3 separate regions of the Sus scrofa genome follow, and all the other regions are linked to region 3. A link is a contact called in public Hi-C and HiChIP or PLAC-seq data. All regions are on one chromosome and are shown on one strand. Each heading gives the region's core, a stretch centred on a gene start, on an enhancer-like site or on the middle of the called end of the contact. The rest is flanking DNA. Distances are from core to core; before and after follow the strand shown.

The links. Hi-C and Micro-C count contacts between places; a contact is called where the count stands out from the background. HiChIP or PLAC-seq counts read pairs in DNA pulled down with a chosen protein or histone mark.
Region 1: a Hi-C map of epiblast stem cells shows a contact between it and region 3, with 1.6 times the contacts expected there. The contact joins the promoter of LOC110255592 here to the promoter of ZBTB18 in region 3. A contact is called at or near these places in 3 of 47 Hi-C or Micro-C datasets (embryonic fibroblasts, epiblast stem cells and heart right ventricle).
Region 2: a contact with region 3 is called in an H3K27ac HiChIP or PLAC-seq map of skeletal muscle, with 9 times the contacts expected there. The contact joins the enhancer-like site here to the promoter of ZBTB18 in region 3. A contact is called at or near these places in 1 of 5 promoter capture datasets (liver), 3 of 47 Hi-C or Micro-C datasets (embryonic fibroblasts, fetal skeletal muscle and fibroblasts) and 2 of 2 datasets of contacts at active chromatin or transcription factors (alveolar macrophages and skeletal muscle).

Annotation. Positions count from the first base shown.
Region 1 is chr10:16,740,130-16,743,382 of Sscrofa11.1, reverse strand. LOC110255592 (basic salivary proline-rich protein 2-like) reads left to right here and starts at 1,643. Exons shown (of 2, transcript XM_021064263.1): 1 at 1,643-2,393; 2 at 2,513-2,838. The coding sequence starts at 1,643. The coding sequence ends at 2,838. It also overlaps a transcript of AKT3 not described here.
Region 2 is chr10:17,153,309-17,156,808 of Sscrofa11.1, reverse strand. No RefSeq gene overlaps it. Among named protein-coding and RNA genes, the nearest start is that of C10H1orf100, 44 kb to the left of the region's middle. Within about 2 kb of position 1,783, at least 34 of the 83 cell types and tissues checked have an H3K27ac peak or open chromatin away from gene starts, as enhancers often do. A contact at or near this core is called in alveolar macrophages, liver and skeletal muscle, where this site is marked.
Region 3 is chr10:16,911,046-16,914,509 of Sscrofa11.1, reverse strand. ZBTB18 (zinc finger and BTB domain-containing protein 18) reads right to left here and starts at 1,488. Exons shown (of 2, transcript XM_021064458.1): 1 at 1,368-1,488.

The DNA.
Region 1 (3,253 bases), core at 394-2,893, 170 kb after region 3:
ATTTTTCTTAAGATGCATACATTACTACTACTGAGAGATGTCAGCCTTAAGAATTTCTGGATTAATAAAGAATGAAGGCTTTCCTCCAAAATTTAGGAGGGATATTCTTGTGGATCAACATGCTCCTGCTACCAGCAGGATTGGAATGTGATGACAATGAGGAGGAGGAGAAATCTGGCACACACACTGTATATACAATATATCATTCACATGCACACTGCATACATATCCAAGCACAACTGGAAAATTCTCCCAAATTCAGGATGGCACAGTCTGAAAGAACAATGCTACTTAAGGAATACTAGTTCTATAATAATTCTATAACAAAAGGTGATGTGTTTTATTACAGAAAGTAATGAAACTACTATAGTAGAACAAAACACAGAAGAAATAAAAGTTCACAATTTTTCAAATACATGAAGGCCAGAATATATAATCCTCCGTAGTTTATACCGCATTTACTTTTAGGGTTTAATCTAGTTAGGATTTAATACAATCTTATGAGACTTGAAGAACTATTTTGAGGAAGGATGGCTCATAAGACAAATTTGGTTCTGGCAAATATGTTGATGTTAAAACCGGAAACGAATGAGAATTGCGACTTTTAAGAGATATCTAGTAAATCAGATTATCACAACTCTCAGAATTAAATATTTAAAGGGGTTCTGAGACACTCTTTTTAGCGCTGTTGTCCTAGGGACTATTTTCTTAAAAATAAAAAGTGGGTTGGGTTATTATAGAATAAAAATCTGACCCATTTTTGCTATTCCCAAGAAATCTGTAATGGAACCATTTTACCAATAGGGACTGTGAGAGGTCTCATAATTATGGCAATAAATTATATATATTTTATACACAGATAAACTGAGAATAAGGATACAGTCTATATTAATGAGCTCATGACATGCTGGGAAATAGAGAAAAAGAAGAAGAGCAGTAATTGAGGACTTTTTCTCTCCGGTGGATTGTCTCTCTTAAAATGGCAAATTTTGTTCTAAAACGGTCAGAAAAGCGTTTCCCTTATTAATGGAGAAAATTGACTTAAAAGGCCCTTTACTTCTCATAGGTTTCGTAGTCCTGTCCACAATCCCAATAGATGTGCATTTCGCAAAAGCTGTGGACATAGATGTATAAATACAACTCCCTATGCAAATACCAGGGATATAGTGTAAAGGAATGACTACCAACCCAAAGTTGTCAGAACATGAAAAGCGGAGTAGGAGGTGCGCATCAGGAGAAACTGTTCTACAGAAAGAAGCCGAGAAAGCACTAACAAGAATCTTACATTGGGAGAAATAACAGATAAATCCACAAGGTGAAAACCACGTGGCGAAATAGTTTCCCCCCCCCCAGTGTTCCGTCAGAAAAAAATAAACGTCTTTTATAACTTTATGGAGCATGATGGACAGTAAAAAAATATGACCATTTTGCAGAAAGTAGTCTCTCCATTGCAAAGATTCCCAGGAACTAAGAACTTCCAAAGAAAAATGGCATCTTCTTCGTAGTGAATGCAATACATCATGGCTTCCCCGAAGTCAATGAAAACTAGTATCTCTAAAAAGTGTGAAATTTTAAGATTGAATTGCGATTCTACCGCAAGCTTTACACAGTGTGGTCGTGGCTGCTTACAGGAAGCGCCGAAATGGCTCTTCCGAGAGGGGTTCTTGAACTGGACGGTAAGACCTCCCGGGAGTCAGGAGCCGAGTTAGGCTTCGGATTGACCCCCGAGGTGCAGACGGGTGGGGTCGGTGGCCTCCCGGCTCCCAGCTTTCGGGGGCGCGTCCGCACAGGGCACCGCCCACCTTGGGGGCCTCAGGTCCAGGCCCGTCACCCTCCCCGCCCGACCGCCCCCGAGCCGCGGCGGGCGGGCAAAGCCTGGGGCCCGGCTGAGCGCGGAGGAGGGCAGCGAGCCTCCGCGCCCGGGCCTCGGGTGCCCGCCGCACGCCACGAGGGCGCGGGGGAAACCCACTACTTCCCGCCCAGGAACGACGCCCAGCTCCTGGCTCCGGCTGGGGGGTGTTCTCGCGAGAGGAGAGGGGGCGCGGGGAAGCCCGCGGACGTGGGCCTGTGGGGAGGGGGCAGAAGCAGCGGGCCGGCCGGGGACGCGGGGAAACCGCTCCCGCCAGTCGCGGAGCGCCAGCCCCTGACGTCAGGAGTTTTCCTCAAAGTCAACAACAAGCCCCGCGGCGGCGGCGGCGGCCGCAAGAGCCGATCGGCGGCGGCCCCGTGGGGGAGGAGGGGGTGGGGAGGCGGCGGCGGGGCCCCCAGCGGGGCGCGGCCCGAGAGGAGGCCGCAGACCCCCGACCTGCTCCGGGCCGCCGGGGCCCTGAGCCTCCGCCCGCCGCCGCCGCCGCCTCGCCTCGCCGGCGCGACCCGGCCCCCGCCCGAGCGGAGTTTTCTGGTGATGAATTGAATTTGTAGCCGAGATCCGATTCCCACGTAGAGTCTCCGCCCCCTCCCCCCGCCGCCTCCCTCCTCCCGCCGCCGCCGCCGCCGCCGCCTCCCGCTCCAGCTCCGCGGCCCGGCCCGGCCGGCTCCCTCCCTCCCTCCCCTGCAGCCCGCCGCCTGCCCTCCCGCCGGCCGCACCGGGCTCCAGGGGGGCCAGAGGCTCTGCGGGGTGGGGGGAGGACAGGAGGGGAGGAGGAGGGAGGGGGACCCCCGAGTCGCCCCCTCTCCTCCCCCCGCCCCCCGGCTCCATCCTCTGCCGCCGCCCGAGCAGCTGCGGGGCCGCCGCCGCCGCCTTTGCAGGTAACAGCCACCGCCCCCCCACTCTCGCCCCCTCCCAGCCGCGCCCGCACTCCCTCCGGGCCCCCCTCGGGCGGGGGCGGCGGTCGGTGAACGAGGTGGGGGCGTCCAGCCTGTCACTGCGCCGGGGGCGTGGGCGGGGCTGGGTCGCCGGGGGCTGGGGTGCGGATGCGGGTGGGGAGGCCGGGGATGCCCGGCGCGGCCGGACCGCACCCCTCACTTTGCGGGGGTAGCCGGGGAGGGTGTTCCCGGCCTAGCGGTGCGCTCCGGGTCTGGGCCGCCCTGGCCCGGCGCCTCCGGTCTCTGCGCCACTCTCGCTCCCTCCCCTCACCCTCCCCGCCGGCCGGCGGCGTGAGGAGGGGGCCCGCTCGGCCTGGGGTGGCGGCGGGGTTATGTAACGCGGGGAGCGCCGGTGTTAGGGCGCTTGGGTGGGGGAAGGGGCTGTCTGCGCGTGGGTGGGGGAAGGCGAGGATGCGCCGGCTCCCCGGGGGTCTTGTTCTCCCACCCC
Region 2 (3,500 bases), core at 534-3,033, 240 kb before region 3:
ACGGCCTGCCTCCTTCCTCTGTCACCTGCTGACACACAGGTTGGCTGGTGACATTCAGAGAGTCAAAGATGGCTTCCTGAGGACAGACCTAGATGAACAAAACCTGGAAACAGGTGGAAGCGGAGCCCAGCCTGGGGGCTGGGGGGAGGGGGTAAGGAGGGGGGCAGATGGCCTGGAAATCTGAGTCATAGCTCCTCACCACTCCCCCGAGGATTTGATGTCCCTTTGGCCAGCAGGCCATTTTCTCTCTGCAAAACTATTGATCCTGCTGCCAAATGTCCCCTAAGCCTGCCTCCCGCATCAGTGGGGCGGGAGTGATAAACTGTAACCAGAGAACACAGAAGCGCTGGCCTGTGGATGGCCTTGGACGTTTTTATCAGTAGACCCGGTGCTGGCTGGGCCGCCGACCAGGCAGGACTGACACTGAGCATGAGGAGGGGACTGCAGCGTTTGGGTTTGCTCACCAAGTCCAGAGCAAGGCACCAGAAATTCTTGGCTTCCTCCAAACAGCTGCACAGAAGCCTCGGCCGCCAAACCCATCTTGAGTTTGATGAGTCATCTGACGTCAGCCCTGAGCCCACAGCGTCTGGCTCCGGGCTCTTTCTGGAAGATGAGGAAGCGCCCGCCCTAAGGGCCTCTGGGCGATTCCAGGTAAGCAGAGTTTAACTTCCACTGGCTCATCTAGGTTCCTGCTTCCTCATTATTATCCTTTCGCTGGTCCTCTGAAGAAAGGCCAAAGAAACTGGTTTCCCTTAAATCTGGAAAGTGAAAGCTAAGGAACCAGACAGCCTTGTGCCTTTAGGAAAGTATAGGATGGGGGATCCTTCTCCCGTCTCATTCTAAGGCTCAGGCTTTATGCTATAGGAGGGTCAGAAAGTGAAACCGGCTTTGAGTCTTGGAAAAAGTTTTACCAGGTTATGAGAGAATCCACTTCTTTAGAGATCTTTAATATATCTTTAAAATTTTAAATATTTATTTGCAATAAATAAATATTACTATTTATGTACATAAATATATCTTAATATATTTAGAGATATTTAACATATTTATATCATGGGGATGTTCCCGGACCAGGGATCGAACCTGCACCACAGCAGTGACCTGAGCCACGGCAGTGACAACACCCGCTCATCCTGATCCTGCTGAGCCATAGGAGAGCTCCACAAGTCACTTCTCACGTGCAGCCTCATTTAAGCTTCACAAAACTCTAAGCATCAAACATTTATTATGCCCTTCATTTTACAGGTGAGGAAACAGGTTCAGAAAATGAAACGATTTGCTCGTGTGCTGCCACGCATGGCTGATTGGCACGGAGATACGGAACTGCATTCTGACTCCAAATCCAATCTCTGTTTTCCACGAACAATCCAGTCTATCTTCTCGGGATGTTTTAAATGAAAGCCTGTCTAAATATTTTGAAGATTCCTTCACACGACCTGGGTTTTATGAGGCCTGAAATGGATTTTATCTAAACTTGCACTTCCCGAAGATGGCCACGAGATGGCAGGGTAACCCCGACGATGGGGGGACTGGCGCCCTTCCCTGCACCAGTAGAGGGCATTAGTTCCCCGTTTGAAAAAAGTGAGAAATGCAAAAAGAAAAACAAAACAATAAAACTTCAGGGGCTACCCTGATGGCATGGGATGATGGGAGGCTTGTTTTTATTTCGTCCTTTTTCTTTTTTAAGTTAGGCAGTGAGAGTTCAAACAAACACGTCTCCGTGTTCACTGCCGTGTTTGCTTTTGGAGGCATGAGGTCAGGGCTTGGGCCAGCCGCCTGGTCTGCATTATTCATCTGTCCAGCTCCAGCCCTGGAACAAATGTGAAGAAATGAAGTAGCCTCAATGGAGGGGAAACAGTGTTGTTATTGTTGCTGGTGACAGTTCTATTTGCCAACAAACAGAATAACATACTTTGGAACCCGGAATGGGCTTGTCAGAGGCAACTTTTGTTCCATGTTTGGGCTGGGACGCTTCCAGATAGAAATCAGCCTGGCATTTGAACTTCAGGAGGCAGGGGCAGAGCTGTGGCACAGCAGCCACTGACCTGAAAGGCCGGGCCATCAGCTGCAGTTTTCATCTGGGTGTTTGACTGCCATCCACGTGTCTCCGCGCTGCCAACTGGGTTCACTGCACTGCGGGGGCCGGGGGCAGCATGCGGTCCAGGACGAGGGACTCTCCACCAAGCAGATAAACAGACTGTTCTGAGCTTTTGGAAGGTGTCCTCACTTTGGGGCTTTGGGAGGGGGAAAGTGGTCCTGATTCTACAGGATTTATTTGCTGTCAAGTCCCAATTATCCTAACGCTGTTGGCAGCATCCTTCAGATCCTTCTGCTACATGGTCTAGTTCCTCCAGGGAGAAAGCCATCCTTGAGGTGTCTGCTGGTGCTAGGATGGGGTAGGCGAACTCGGGCTGATACTGGTCTAGACGGCATAATTCTGAGGGCCAATCTGCATGTCCCTGCTCCTGCCACATAATTCAAGGTCAAGGGCCTGTCCACAGTGGTCCAGGACCCGCCTCTCTCTCCATAGATGCACTGGACTTAGACTAACTGGTTATCTATTTGCAAAGAGGTGAGCGCCAATTGCCGCCAGGGTGAACGTCATTGAGACCGGGTGGAACTGGAACCACCGCGGGCACGTCAACTCAATGCTTTCCCCAAGGCCACGGCGTCACAAGGTCAAGTCTCACTTTATGGGAAGCTTTGATGCTGGAAAGGCATCGTTGAGATGACAAGGTCCCAAACGTCCAGGTCTGTGACGATGAGTGCGCCCCCGCCCTGCTCGTGCCCCCCAGCCCCACCTCGGCACCCCCCCACCCCCGCACCCCGGCAGTAATTCGAAGACAGTTGATGAACAGATGAGCCCCCGTTATTCCCTTACTTTACAGGAGGAGCAGCGATTGCTCTAGTCACGCTCTTAATTGGTGGCCAGCCAGGGACTGGAACACAGCTATGCCACTAACTCTCAGGTTAGCGCTGCTTCCTCTGCTCCATCATTTAGTGTTTTGTTTGTTTTTTTTCATTGGATTGAAGGCTAGTTGATTTACGGTGCTGCATTGATTTCTGCTGTACAGCAAAGTGACCCAGTTGTCCATATCCATCCATCCCTTCTCTCTCAGATTCTTTTCCCACAGAGATCATCACAGAATCCTGGGTAGAGTTCTCTGTGCTAAGCGGCAGGTCCTTGCCTCTTCTCCATCCAGCTTCTCCGCATCTTAAAACCTCCTGAGTTCTTTTATTTATTGATTGATTCTTTTGTCTTTTCTGGGGCTACACCTGTGGCATATGGAGGTTCCCAGGCTAGGGGTCCATTCAGAGCTGTAGCCGCCAGCCTATACCACAGCCACAGCCATGCCGGATCTTTAACCCACTGAGCGAGGCCAGGGATCGAACCTGCAACCTCAAGGTTCCTAGTCGGATTTGCTAACCACTGAGCCATGATGGGAACTCCCCCTTCAGTTCTTTTAAATCCTTATTTTAATCCATGACTTGCTTCAGGG
Region 3 (3,464 bases), core at 239-2,738:
AGCCAGGTCTAGGAAGTTGGGAACTTTTTTTTTTTTTTTTTTTTTTTTAGTTAGACTTTGTGGGTCCTTTTAGAGCGGCTGACGAAATTGTTAAGGTAACCCGGGCCGGCCTGACCGGTGCCCTGCAAGGGGCTGCGACATCTGTGAATGTCAAGCACGTCTCTACAAGACCCTTCTGAGGGTGAGGAGCAGAAAAGGCGCTGGGGCCTGAGGCGCAAAGTGTCACAGTCCTGGGGATGTCCACTCCGCTCCCATTAGAAAACCACGGCCAAGAGTTAAATAAAGAGTAACAAAGACCAAGGTCTCCATCCCGCGCTTCTCGCTTTTCCAAAGTCACAGACCTAACTTTCTCTAACTTCGCGATGAATGACACAATTATGAATGCCTATTTCAGGAGGCACTCTTTGGAAATAAATTCCTTCTCGGCCACACCACCTATTCTGCACAAATGCCCTCGCCTCATTCCAATATATCAGACATTAATCACCCCATTTACCCGGTGGGGCGGGGGGCTAGGCTGGGGCGGGGGGAATGGCGAGTGACAGTTTAACGAGTCCCGAGCACTGCAATGGGCCAGCGACTCCCACTCCACAAATCAACCCCTCTGCGCCTCGCAGCCGCGGGTCCGGAGAGGTTTTGTGAGGTTGGGTTTTGTTTTTCAAGGAGGTGGGGGCGGGGGGGGGTGAAGAGCGGGGAGTGGGGAAGAAATGCAAATCTTTACGTAGTTGGCTGTGCATAAAACACTAGGGGAAAGAGGAAGGTTAAACCACAGGGAAGGAGGCGGAGGGCGTAGAGCCGGTGCAGCAGGAAAACACCTTAAACAACAGACGAGAAAACAGACCCAGGTCACGGCAACAACAAAAGAAAAGTCGTAAGAAGCCGGGGGAGGGAGGCGGCTACCGCTTCCCCGCCGCCCAGGCGCGAGCCCCCGGCAACTGCCCCGGCCCGGGAGGGGCCTCCCCGCGGGCGCTGCCGCAGCTGCACGGGTCCCCGGAGCGGCGGCCGTCCCGCCGCCTTGCAGCTGCACCGCTCCCAAGCCCCCGCCCCGCGCCCCCGCCCCGAGAGGCGCCGCCGCAGCTGCACCGGCCGGAGCGCGCCCCGCGCCGCAGCTGCACCGGCCGCACCCCGCCCGACCCGCAGCTGCGGCGGCCCGGCCTCGCGCCCGGCCCCCGCCGCTGCGGCGCCCCCCCCGCCCCGCCGCCCCCAGCTCCACCCGCACAAACTAACTCCACTCACGGGGCCCGGCCGCCCGGCCGCCCGCCCGCACTGCCCCGCCGGCCGGGGCCGCACAGCCAGCGCCCCGCCCGCCATGGCCGGGGCGCGGAGGGGACGCCGGGTTGGGGCCGGGGGCCGGCGCCGGGACTCACACGGAGCGGCCCTAAGTCACCGCGTCCCCACCGCCGCCGCGTCCTCCGCCTCCCGGCCGCCGCCGCCGCCGCCGCCGGACTTGGTGGGCTTCCTCCTCCGCGGGCCCCCCTCCCTCCCTCCCGGCCCCCCCGCCCCCCACTCCCGGCTCCGTCGCCCGCTCCCCCTGCCCCCTCCCGCCCGCCCACCCCCGCTGGCAGCCGGAGGAGCGCGGCGGAGCGAAGAGGCCCCACTCTCAACGGCTCCCCATGGCAGCAGCCCAGCGGCGGCCGCAGCCTGCCAGACACAGCGAGGGAGCGAGCGAGCTAGGAGCGAGCGCGGAGCCCGGGCTGGGGGGCAGTGGCGGGGGGGGCGGGGGGAGCCGGGGGGAGGGGCGGGGGGACGCACCACGCACGCACGCGGCGGCGCCGGCCAGATGTTCCCCCCGCCTCCCTCCCTCCCGGCGCTGGGCTGCTGCGATTGACCGAAAGCGGCCGGACCGGGTTCCCCGCCCGCCCCCTGCACGCAGTCTCCTCCAATAGGAGGGCGGCTTTTCAGAGGGGCGGAGGCAGTGGCGGGCTTTCGTCGGACTGACAAGAGAGCCCACCCAATGGGAGAGGCCAGCCGGAGCTGCCGCTCCCGCGAGCCAATCGCAAGCAGAAACTCTTGGGCTGGGCGGACCCGGGCGGGCGGGGCTGGTAGCGAGGCGGTGCGGGCGGAGTCGTCGGGCGGGCGCAGCGGCGGTGGCGGCAGCGGCGCCCCTCTGGGGGACTTGGCCGTGAGAAAGTGAAAGGAGCCCGCGGGCGGCGGCGACAGCTGCGTTGGGAGGGGCCTGTTTCCAGGCTGGGAGGCCTCGCGCGCTCTGGGGGTGCGGAGCAAGCTTTTCGGTGTGCTCCTTGACAACCGTAAATACACTTTTAAACGTAGTGGGGCTGGGCTGCTCGAAGTTAAGCAGGTATCCGTGGAGGCAGGGCGCCCGGGACAGACTTGACCTGAGTCCGGCATTAGGTGGCCCCCTCTGCTCCTGCTGTGAGGGCCCAGGCCTTCGTCCCCCGGAGCGCAGAGCTTAGGACTAAGGGACGTCCTCGCGCCCACCCGCGCTGCCCGGTGTGCAGGTGCGCGTCGGGCTCTGCGGACACCACCGGCTCGGACGGGCCGTTTCTGGGCGTCCTTCTCGAGGCATCTTGACACAGGCACGGCGGCGGAGCGCCCGTCGTTCTCGGAGAACCCTCTTGTCACGTGTACTTCCTTGCACTGTTACAAGTAGCCATTCCCAAGTGACCAAATTCTAGAGAACTGCAGTAAAATTGATGCTTGTAGAAGCCATAGCCTGATTCCGTAATTGGTATGTCTCAAGCCACAAAATTAAACTACCAAGGGTAGATGTCAGACTGTTGTATCGCTTCTCCCTCCCTTCAAGTAAACTTTTATTCCATTCCTGTTCTTTGCAGTTAAACTGTGTTGATCAGGGCCACGAAGACATGTAGCAACCTCAACCTCAAGAAACTGGAAATCTTGTTGAGGAGGCAAGAATCACAAGTAAAAAGTTGAATAAGAAGTGAAAAAAATGGTTTGAGAATATAAAATAGAAAACTGCAGAGTGAGGAAGTTAGTGCACTAGTAAATGTCAAGTGAAATGTGTTTATTCTTTGTTAACTGAACTGGGACTGGCAAGCCTGTTGCGACCCAACTTGCCAGAAGACTCTTCAACTGGGCAAAATGTGCTTTCACTTTGTTCCAGGTCAGATGGATAAAGTAAGTTGAAAAAGTGTCGTGTGGGCAAATCAGACATATTGAATTACTAATGAAGTCAAAACAGGAGCACGCAAAATTCCTGGAGCTGAAATACTGTTGGAATATCCTGTTAGAAACAGTAGTGAGGTTCTCTGCTCTTTCCTCAATGTTTTTGTGTGCCCTTATGATTGATAACCGAGGTCAAGGCCATCCTGAGGCAACTAGAGTTTTGTGTTCCGTGAAATCTGTTGTTGGATCTGGGTGGCTGGTGAATTCTAGATCTTTAGTCTGTCAGTAGAAAGAGCAGAGAACCTCACTACTGACCTGTTTCGACTTAGGGGAATTTTACAAACGTTCTCGATGAAGGAAGATAGTGTATATACTAT